Regions from separate parts of the Mus musculus genome. Here regions 2 and 3 are each linked to region 1. The links are chromatin contacts, called in public Hi-C and promoter capture Hi-C maps. All regions are on one chromosome and are shown on one strand. The core of a region is the stretch at or near the end of the contact, and the rest is flanking DNA. Distances in the headings are between cores, read along the strand shown. Region 1 holds the start of Gp1bb (glycoprotein Ib, beta polypeptide). Region 2 holds the start of Rtn4r (reticulon 4 receptor). Region 3 overlaps Gm34679 (a long non-coding RNA gene).

The links. Promoter capture Hi-C pulls out the DNA fragments that hold promoters and counts their contacts. Hi-C and Micro-C count contacts between places; a contact is called where the count stands out from the background.
Region 2: a contact with region 1 is called in a promoter capture Hi-C map of embryonic stem cells. The contact joins the promoter of Rtn4r here to the promoter of Gp1bb in region 1. A contact is called at or near these places in 6 of 39 promoter capture datasets (the C10 cell line, embryonic stem cells, hippocampal neurons and 2 more), 6 of 484 Hi-C or Micro-C datasets (B cells, cardiomyocytes, cerebral cortex and 1 more), 1 of 115 datasets of contacts at active chromatin or transcription factors (pancreatic cancer cells) and 2 of 9 other capture datasets (adipose tissue and embryonic stem cells).
Region 3: a contact with region 1 is called in a Hi-C map of cerebral cortex, with 5 times the contacts expected there. The contact joins the enhancer-like site here to the promoter of Gp1bb in region 1. A contact is called at or near these places in 2 of 39 promoter capture datasets (hematopoietic stem and progenitor cells and pre-B cells), 1 of 484 Hi-C or Micro-C datasets (cerebral cortex) and 2 of 9 other capture datasets (adipose tissue and liver).

The regions. Positions count from the first base shown.
Region 1 is chr16:18,620,868-18,624,299 of GRCm38.p6, reverse strand. Gp1bb (glycoprotein Ib, beta polypeptide) reads left to right here and starts at 1,897. Exons shown (of 2, transcript NM_010327.2): 1 at 1,897-2,729; 2 at 2,968-3,432. The coding sequence starts at 2,720. Septin5 (septin 5) reads left to right here. Exons shown (of 12, transcript NM_213614.2): 8 at 88-189; 9 at 883-979; 10 at 1,060-1,195; 11 at 1,283-1,385; 12 at 1,504-2,489. The coding sequence ends at 1,560.
Region 2 is chr16:18,125,772-18,129,203 of GRCm38.p6, reverse strand. It overlaps Rtn4r (reticulon 4 receptor), which reads right to left and starts at 1,562. Exons shown (of 2, transcript NM_022982.3): 1 at 1,302-1,562. The coding sequence starts at 1,323. It overlaps Gm52241, which reads left to right. Exons shown (of 2, transcript XM_030249377.1): 1 at 1-563; 2 at 997-1,590. The coding sequence starts at 540. The coding sequence ends at 1,590.
Region 3 is chr16:18,171,473-18,174,904 of GRCm38.p6, reverse strand. It overlaps Gm34679 (a long non-coding RNA gene), which reads right to left. Exons shown (of 4, transcript XR_875940.2): 3 at 1,963-2,153; 4 at 557-1,068. Among named protein-coding and RNA genes, the nearest start is that of Gm34679, 3.7 kb to the right of the region's middle. Within about 2 kb of position 1,599, at least 17 of the 459 cell types and tissues checked have an H3K27ac peak or open chromatin away from gene starts, as enhancers often do. A contact at or near this core is called in cerebral cortex, where this site is marked.

The DNA.
Region 1 (3,432 bases), core at 648-3,147:
GAGCTGGCCCATGCCAAGTCAAGTGCTCTCTCTCTCTCTCTCTCTCTCTCTCTCTCTCTCTCTCTCTCTCTCTCTCGCCTGCTGCAGATACGTGAGGAGATCGACAAGTTTGGGATCCACGTGTACCAGTTTCCAGAATGTGATTCGGATGAAGATGAAGACTTCAAGCAACAGGACCGGGAACTGAAGGTGAGCATGTAACCAGGAGGGGCGGGGCAAGGAGGTAGCTGGGGCAGAGTATTGGAGGCCACGCAAACCCCGGGGGTGGGGGCTGAGCACCCAGGAGGTGCAACATGATGAGAGCAGGGGTCATTTGCTCACCGAAAAGAGGGTCTGTGCTCAGTCTCAAGGGTTACAGGATAAGGAAATCCCTGGTACCCCTGTCTGGTCTGTGGCGGGTCATGTGACCCTCCCCTGGGTGTTTACTTGAGCACTTATGGGTACCATTCTCACCTGCTTTCCAAGAATCAGCCCAGTGGCCCAGAGATGTGGCAAGTTCTAGTATCCGAGATAGAGAGCTCCAGAGGGTGGTGGCTTTGAATACCCCAGAGGCCAGAGAGGTTGTGACAGAGAGCTAAGCCAGGAACTAGGGCCTTTGGGCCAGAAGCAGATGGCAGCGCCATCTACCAGTAAGCATGGTCTTGGCTTTGACTTGAACCGTGGAGGAAGCTCCTGGAAGCATCCAGTGCCAGAGAAGTGCCTGGCGTTGTGGCAGAAACCCCAAGGCCTTTAGCCCCACAGGCTTTGTGGCTTTTGTGGGTAGCAAAGACACCCACAGAGGGACCATGCCATGGGAGGGGGATGATGGCAGTGCTGGAATGGCCTCTGAGCCAGCTGCTCTTACAGACTAGGCTGGGCTGGGTCCTTGCTCCCCTTCCCCAGGAAAGTGCACCCTTCGCCGTTATTGGCAGCAACACTGTGGTGGAGGCCAAGGGGCAGCGGGTCCGGGGGCGACTGTACCCCTGGGGGATCGTCGAAGGTGAGATGAGGCAGGAGGCTGGGTGAGGGGTGGGTGGCTCCCCTAGACTGACACCGACTCATCGTCGATCCTGCCCACAGTGGAGAATCAGGCGCACTGCGACTTTGTGAAGCTCCGCAACATGCTCATCCGCACTCACATGCACGACCTCAAAGATGTGACGTGCGACGTGCACTATGAGAACTACCGTGCCCACTGCATCCAGCAGATGACCAGGTGGGCCACCCGCACCAGTAGCAGGCCAGGCGGCTCCCACCCTCCTAACCCGAACCTCCCAACAAGCACAGCCCTCTCATTCCACAGCAAACTCACCCAGGACAGCCGCATGGAGAGCCCCATTCCTATCCTCCCACTACCCACACCGGATGCGGAGACCGAGAAGCTCATCAGGATGAAGGATGAAGAGGTGGGTGGATATCAGGAGTAGGGCCGAGATTGTGAACAGGGTAGGGAGGAGAAGCAGAGGGCAGAGCTACAGCTCTCCTGCCTTTTCTCACTCTGACTTGGGTCGCCCCCACCACCAGCTAAGGCGCATGCAGGAGATGTTGCAGAAGATGAAGCAGCAAATGCAAGACCAGTGACACCCGCCCCAGCCCCACGTCGTCGACAAGGATAGACGGCCGGTTTCCGGGCTGGCCCCTCCTACCCCTGGATCCCAGACTGTCCTGGATTCCACCCTGGGTTCATCTGGATCTCAGAAGGCCTGGACCTCACCCTAATCCAAAGTGGCTTTGACCAGACTGTTCAGACCTGGAGCCACAGAGCCACAGCCCCCAGATGACCCTAATTTATTCTCGGCGTCCACCCTTCCCGGTCATTTGTATCTGCTTCCGAGTGCTCTGAATCACAGCCCCTCCCCAACCTCCTGCCCCCGCCCCACCCCGCACCTCCCCGCCTATCATAAGGGAACAAGATGTGCACAACCTCCAAGATCTCCCTTCCTAGAAGATCACTGCCCCCCAGCGGGCCAATAAACCAGGGTAGAGGAGGGACGTGGATGCAGGATCTTGGGCCTATTACCCAAGCTAGTGCTGCAGAGTGGAGTTGGGAGGCCCCCCTCTGCCGATTCCAGTGGGCTACGAAGCATTTGCTAATGGCCTACTGAGCGCGGAAGTAGGCCGGTTCCTCCCTTACTCCCTAATCATGCTCTGTTCAGGATCGGAGGCGGCGGGGTTTGGAGGCTAAGGCCTTTAGGAAGACCCCAGATCTAGAGGCTTCTGGGAGGAAGGCGGGGCCGCGATGCTCTAGACCGCTCGCGCCCCTTCCTGAGTCTACCTGAAGGACTCCAAGGGCGGTAGAGACGGGGTGTCCCTATGCCTAGACTACTTTCGTCCACCCATAGGTCAAGGTCTTTTCTTCCCAGCAACTCTGTTGCACAAGGATTCCAGCCCTTGGCCTCCTCCATATCTCCACCCGCATGATTCCTCCCCACACACCCCATGCTCCGTTTTGTTCAGTTGTGAATGCCGCGTCCTGTCCTGGTGACAGGAGAACAAAGTTGGTGAACGTCGCACCGAGTGTCCGAGTGTTCCATGAGCCCCTGGGAGCGGGCGGGGGGACGGAAGCCCGGGCTGCCTGCGGCCCCAGGCGATAGTACCCTATCTGCCTTCGCAACGCCCTTGCGCGCCGGCTCGGAGTTATTTCTGGCCAGGCGGCAGAATTGTGGTCTGTTGCTGTAGACTCAGGCAGGCTCTCGGGCCAACGCCTCTCCAGAACGAAGTAGGCCACCATCCTCTCGCCATGGGCTCCCGTGAGTTCTGGGGTCGGGTCTGCAGCTTTCTAGGAAGAGCCACGGTCAGGAGGTGTTCTAGTTTGGGCATCAATAGGCAAAGTCTTGGATCAGAGGTGGATGGAAACTCGAGCCAGCGCCCAGAGTGGCCGGGGTGGAGGGACCTGCGGACTCGTGGGATGCTGGTCCTAGGAGCTGGCGGGAGCAGCGCCGACGGTCCCAAGGATGCTCCCGCCTCATCCTAGTGCTTCTCTTTCAGGGCCCCGTGGGGCGCTGAGCCTGCTGCTTCTGTTGCTAGCGCTGCTCAGCCGCCCAGCCTCTGGCTGCCCCGCGCCATGCAGCTGCGCAGGGACGCTCGTGGACTGTGGGCGCCGCGGGCTGACCTGGGCGTCGCTGCCGGCTGCCTTCCCTCCCGACACCACCGAATTGGTGCTGACCGGCAACAACCTGACGGCGCTGCCGCCCGGGCTTCTGGACGCGTTGCCTGCTCTGCGCGCAGCACACCTGGGCGCCAACCCCTGGCGCTGCGACTGCCGCCTATTGCCGCTGCGCGCCTGGCTGGCCGGCCGCCCGGAGCGCGCGCCCTACCGCGACCTGCGCTGTGTCGCGCCCCCAGCGCTGCGCGGCCGCTTGCTGCCCTACGTGGCGGAGGATGAGCTGCGGGCCGCGTGCGCACCCGGTCTACTCTGCTGGGGAGCACTGGTGGCCCAGCTAGCACTGCTGG
Region 2 (3,432 bases), core at 313-2,812, 490 kb after region 1:
CACCTATGTACACAAGGGCACCCACACTCTGAGACAAACGGAAACATGAAGATATGTTTAAAGGCACCCATGGTCATGCACACAATCATGTATGTGCAGATATATACCACATTACACACACGTACTTGCACACACAGACTCAAGCACTGTGAAGGAGACTCCAGGACTTGTCCCTCTGTCTGGGTCCAGCTGCCCGGAGCATCCCTAATCAAAATCCAAGTGTGTCTCCATGGGAGTGGGTCTTGTTAAGGGGCCCCACCATGTGCTAAGCATGAAGATCGCAGCAGGCAGGCTGCATAAATGCATGTATGGTCATAGGTGTGTAGGCAGGAGTGAGGACAGAGCTATGCACCCGAGTACAGGGATGTGCTTATAGCATTTATGTGCATGTGCACACTAGGGCAGATTTGGTATGCATGTGCACTGGAGGTGTGCAAGGCTGTATGTAGCCCATGTAGACACGTGCAAAGAAACGTGTGTGCAGCCTGCGGCACCATGGACATCAGCAGGGTAGATAGGGTGGGCACCTGGGGAAGGCAATGTGTTCACCCCAGATTCTCCAGGTAAGGCATGTCCAACCTGCATGAAGCCCATCCTCCCTTGCCCCTACTGTGGGGGCTTTGCAACCGGATGGGAGGAGGGAATCCCACAGGGCTGCCAAGGAGGGGGTGTTTCGAGCACCAACGCCCCTCAATGGAGCCGCTCACTCTCAGGAGCTCTCCCGATCTCCGAGGAGGAGACATTGCCTTGCGTGTGTGTGTGTGTGTGTGTGTGTGTGTGTGTGTGTTCTCCTCTCTACCTGCTCCAGAGATAGCTCTGGGATCGCCCTGTCCCCCACGCCCTCTGCTGCTGCTGACACCCGTATTCATCCCTACTCCGTTTGACCCCAAAGAAACAGCTTCTGAGCAGGGTTCGCTGGGCAGACCCCATCTCGGTCCGGTGCCCACGTTTCTGCAAACCCGCTCATTAACCCATTCGCCGCCTTTGCGCTCTCAGGTGGGACCCCGCCCTTCCAGCCCTCAGTCTCCACCCGGCCCTGGTCCAACATCTGGAACCTCGTACCCTCCATCCCTGGCCCCGCCGTCGCTGTCAACTTTCCCGCAAAGCCGCAACTTTTGCGGCTGCCGCGGGCTCCGCCCTCCCAGGGCCCAGTTGCTAGCGGCCAGCGCGCGGCGTGGCACTGCGGTGGCCCTCGGGAGCGACCGGCGACCCGGCTCCATCTCTGGCAGCGTGAGCCATGCCCTGCGTCCCCCCCGCCCCGCCCCGCTGCAGCCTGTCTCCGGAGCGGCGCTGACACTCACCTCCGGAGGACGCCCTCTTCATCTTCGGGGTCGAGCGGGGCGCGTCGGGCACTGGAAGCGGCTTCGGGGCGGGCGCCCGTCTGCGCGCGGCCGGGTCCGCATCCAGGCGCCGCTGCTCCGGCCCGGTCCCGGCCCGGCCGCGGGACGAGGCTCCGGCGCTCCGCTCTACCGGGCCGGGCTGGGCTCGCGGGCTGCGGGCGCACAGGGTGAGGGCGGCGGCGCGGACTGGCGGGGCGCTCGCAGCGCGGGCCAGGAGAGGATGAATGTTTTATGGGATCATGTGGTTTGACGCGCGGAATCCGCCCGGTCTCCCCGCCGGTCCGGGCGGGGCGGGGCCGGGGCGGGGCCTGGCGCCGGGCGGGGCGCTCACCTGGGCGCGCCGCGCTGGGGCGGACCGGTGGGTACGGGGTGTAGGGCAAGCGGGCGGGCGACGGGAGGGGAGGCGAGGGTGTCCGGAGCGCGGTGCAAGTGGCAGGACGCGCTCAGCCACCCGGTGCACGGGCCACGCGCGGTCCCAGACAAAGGCGGCGCATTCCTGAAGAGGCGGCGGCCCCTGCAGGCGGCCGCGGGCACCGCGTCCCGGAACCGGCCGTGGGCGCGGGCTCGAGGGCGTGGCGGCACAGGCTGAGTCCCGAAGGGAGTCCTGGGCATCGGACAGATGCAGCAGGCCTTTGCATGGCCCGCCTCCGCTTGCCCCTTAAAGCCCTTTGCTCGAAACTGTCCTAGGCGACTGGGTAAGAAAACTGAGAGGCAAGGTGTAATAGCGCAGTAGTGCTCTCTCCAGCTTTGTAGTTCCCTGTCCCAGGAAGGACACTCAGGCTTTGTCTGCACCTGCCTCTGCACAAGCTCCTATCATTTCCCCTTTGCAATGGAGATTACAAAGTCCGAAGAATCCTCTGGACCCACCCTCCACCAAGCCAGATCAATATAAGGCCAATGTTCCTAATGGCAACCCCCCCCCCCAACATGTCCCATCTCCCATTCCTGCTTGGGTGCTCTATCTGGAGTTCTTAGGTGCATTCTGGGGTGGGGTGGTGGTAGAGGTGCTTCGGCTGGCTGCCAGGTCGTTGTCTGTATCTGTCCTGCACATTATCTAGCCAGAGAGCTGGATAGGGCCCATGGTCCGCCTGTCTCAGTAGAGAAAGAGAACACCCAGTATGGCATAAGCTTCAGGGGTGGAGAGCGCTGAAGAGCCTGCAATGGAATGGCTTTCTGGCCATATATGGAAGCTACACTGCTCGGTCCTGCCCTGGCTGTGTCCCCAACCACACCTCTGTGTGCTTTGTCCCAGTTGTCCTTGTTCATTTGACTTGGATTTTTCAGGTCACTGAAATGTGTGAGATGAGGTTAAGGCAGGGCAGGCACTCACGGCCACTTCTTCATTGGATACTGGTCACCAAGTGCCACCAGATTGACCCCTATGTGACTCAGTAAGTTCTCATTTCCACTCCCCACCACATGGGAGGCTGGCCACCCAGTGACAGATGAATAACCCAAAGCCAACTTCAAAGAGCCAGCAGAAGGCCATGGCCTATAGCCTAGACCAACACCTTTCTCCCAGTGTCCTCGAATCCAGCAGTGCCCACACCAGTGGCTGGTGTGGCTCCAACCACCTCATGTCGTGGGACATGGCTGAAAATCTGAAGACCAGGCTAGAGTCCTGGGCTACCATCTTTGCTCAGTGGCTTAGAGAGGGCACTTCCCCCATCGACTATTTTTAACGATGGCCAGGCTGCCCGTTAGAGAGGTAATGACTATGACCCCTTCTCCCATTGCTGGGGCATAGTTTAGGTGTGGGAAGGAAAGGAGAGCCATTGCTACCATGGAGGTTCCTGGTGCCACAATTCTCTCCAGCTCAAAGATACTGGATACTCTGGAAAGAGAGCTCCTGGATACCCTGGTGTTTTCCCGCGGCTTACATGAACTGGGTATTTCTGGAAGGCAGGCTGGGGCTGAAAGAGACTTAGACTGCGAGAAAAGATAATGAAGCCAAGACAAATGTTCTGATCAAGGCCTTCGAGTTTATTAAGAGAGTGTGCTTATAAGGGGGAAGGCCCATTCCCACCCCCAGCCCATTCTTGGTGCCTGGAGCCAGCCCGTAGGCAATCTACAGTTTGTGTCTTCAGAACGT
Region 3 (3,432 bases), core at 350-2,849, 450 kb after region 1:
GTGTGTGAGAAGGTGGGGTAGTCATGTGAAAGCATATGAGTGGTCTTATGAGTGAATGTGAGTAACCAGGAGAGCATGTGAGTGGGCAGTCCGTGTATCGTGAGTGTACCAGGGTGAAATTACAGGTGTATCTGTGAGAGTGTGTTAGGAGATACATACTTTGATGGACACACAAGTGTATATGATCACGCAACTGCATGAGCATATGTTGAGTGCTTGTGCACATGTGGGGACATGTATCTGAGTGTTATGTGTGTGTGCAGATATTTGAATGTGCACATTTGTGAAGGTGTGTGGGCTTAGCAGCGAAGAAGCTCTACCGTTGGCTCTGTGCAGTTGGCCTGGGAATGCTTGCTGAACCCGGGGCAGTTTTTTATTTTTTTAAATTATGATATAATTACATCATTTCCCCCTCCCTTTCCTCGCTTCTGCTTCCCCATATATTCCACCTTCTTTCTCAAATTCATGGCCTCTTTATATATACCTCTATCCAGGGCAGTCAGGCAAGGTCCTCAGACTGGAATCTTGGACATTCTGGAAAGGTCATTCCTAGCTCAGGGACTAGACTGGAGCTCTGGGGGTAGAGGACAAGATACTTTATGGTAGCCTGCAACTTTACTGAGTCAGTAACCGGAGTGAAAATTACATGTTGCTTATGAAATGCACCCCACAGAATTTGCAACCATAATCTTCTGCAGGCCCTGACCTCTCTGCTGGTCGGTGTCCACTGTAGCCACAGCACGTGGGCTCTGTGCTGTGTCCTTGTAAGCCTGGAGGTGAGAACAGCTCACAGGATGCTGGTGTTTCACATGCACGGCACGTGTTCCTCACACCCGTGGGTGTGCAGGGCTGTTTGCAGTTCCATGAAGATTTCAGATCCAATGTGCCGAGCTGCGGCTGAGCAGTGCCTAGGAGGAGGGCCCCAGCCAGGAAAACAGGGCAAGTTTGATCTCCAGCGGGGATGGGCAGTCCCGAGCTAGTTTGATTGTTGGGAGAAGTGGATGACACATCGGGATCCTGTGTGCATGAGGCTTGGATATTTGGTACTGAGGCATCTCCCATGGCAGCCTGAAAGAATGTAAGGGTGGGGGCGATAGAGGGTGGGGAGGATTGTAACTTCTAGAGAAACATCTTACCCTTCCTGACAGCAAAAGTCTGGGCCCACCTAGCCATGCCCCTGATGCCTTTCCATTGAGGAGAACTGTTGTCTCTCTTCGACTTAGACAGCCCCCGGCACTGCACCCCAATCCACCCCCCTTACAGCTATTCCAGCATCTCTGGGTGGGAGTGGGAAGCCGGATGTAGCCAGCTCTGTTGCTGTTTTGGGAAAAGAGGGGATCAAGGCAGGGAGGGCTTGGCCCATGTTCTAGTGGGGTTGTCTGGCTGAGGGACTGCACCTCGCCCCTGCACCCCTCCCCGCCTTGTGCGCAAGGCCCTCCTTTCCTGGCAGGCCCAGCACCCCAGCCACCTCCCGCCCTGCTGTGGGTGTGATTTCACAGTGGCGTTCTCCTCGCCAGCTTGTGTCTCACATAGGGGATGTTTCCATTTTTACAGCAAAAAGAAGATGATTCCAGGCGCCTTAGCCACAGCCAGAGCACAGCGCCCTCCCCCAGCCCCCAGAGCTGTGCAATGTCAGGTGCTTTGGGGGTGTGTGCAGGCTCCTCATTGCCAGCCTTGGCACTAATTGCTGTCACTCAGAGAGCCACCTCTAGTCTGGGATGGGCAAGGGCAGGGTCTCCAGGGGAATCAGAACTTCTGTCAGAGTCTCCTAATAGCCCATCCCAGATCCAAGCAGCACCTTTGTGCCCAGCTGGGTCTGTAACAACTACAGGACAGGGCTTTTGTCTGAGGGACTTAAACTATGTGCACTGGGGCATCCAGGCTAGGCCTTAGCCCAGATAGGTCTGAAGCCCAGCATTCCTCCTTGTATAGTCTAACAGTGGAAAGGAGTGTGTATCTTACAGTGCAGCTCAGGCCCATGAGCTTGACGTCCAATACGTTCACAAACCAGCACTCGTGCAGCTCTGCCCCCAAATCTCAGGAGAACAAACAGGAAGGACAGCAGGAACACGCACAGCAATCCATAGAGAACACAACAGGAACGCTTGGGCAGCAAGACTGAATGAGACTCAGTTTGACTTCGCATCAAACACCTTGAAGAAACAGGATGTTGTTTGGCTTATCACATCTCCACCAGGGGGCGCACTGCTGTTGGGGATGGCAACGCTACAGTGACAGCTTTATGGGAAGGGTGCCCCCAGCCCCAGGAAAATGGAGCAAATTCTAGATTAGATCATCTCTTGTCCATTTGCTCACAGGCTCTAAGAGGAAGAGAGGGTAAACTGAGGCACATAGTGTCGAAGGTAGGCATGGGCTATGGGCTCAGCTGTGGAAAATCATATGATTTGAGCCCTAACAGTTTCCCATGACCTATCCCTGGGGCCCAGACTCTGTGTGAATGGCAAAAGATCTTTTCTGGTTAGGACAGTATAGACGTGGCCACAGCATGACCTGTGGACTCTGACACATAATAAGGAACAGAGGAGGCTGGGAGCCTTGGATGGGCTGTGGTACCCTCTCATGGAACCAGGATGGCAGGAATTTGGCACATGTTACATCTTCTCAGAGCCCCTATAGACCTGATGCATGTTCCCTCTCTGTCTTGGTTTCTCCCTGCCCCTGTTCTCCCTGAGCCCAGCTGTGGTAGGGTGCCCAGGCTCCTCACGATGGCAGCCTCTGTTCCTGTGTAAGGCTTCTGCTTCCGATGGACCCCCTCCTCACTCACCTGACCCTTCTCCGCTAGAAGGATATTTTTTTCCCCAGAGAGCCCTAGCAGGATGAGGTGAACAAGAGACATGACAGGGATCAAGGAACTGACAGCTTTTCCTTTCCCACGTGGGCCTAGGTGACAGGAGCTCATCTCTTCATTCACAAGAGGAGTGTGAAGGGGCAGGGCAGAGATAGAGACAAGCATAACAGGACCTCCCACACAGAGCGGCTGAAGTCTCACATAAAAGGGGCAAGGGGAGACATGACCCTGCCAGGGCCATACCATGCACCACACTTAGATTTCTTCCCATAAAACCCCCTTTGGTGTCTCCCCGCTCATCTTCATGCGGAACAAGCATCATGCCTTAAACATTGCTGTGGGCAAGGGTCCTCCGGGCCCTCTGGTCCTCACTGGAGATTCAGTGTCAGCATTCCCACTGTGGTCACTAAGTACACCTTCCAGAGACAAGCTGAAATTCTTGAAGTCTTGGCCAGAGCCTCAGTTTCTCCTTGTTAAATGGAGCTCCACCTGGGGCAGGAGATGCATGTGTTCTCCAGGCCCAGGGTTACCTACTGCCTTAGTCCTTAGCAGGCACACACTTCTCTGGCTACACTTCCCTGCTGAGCTGGCAGCTCTAAAGCCAGGTCCAGTCCTAGGGGGTC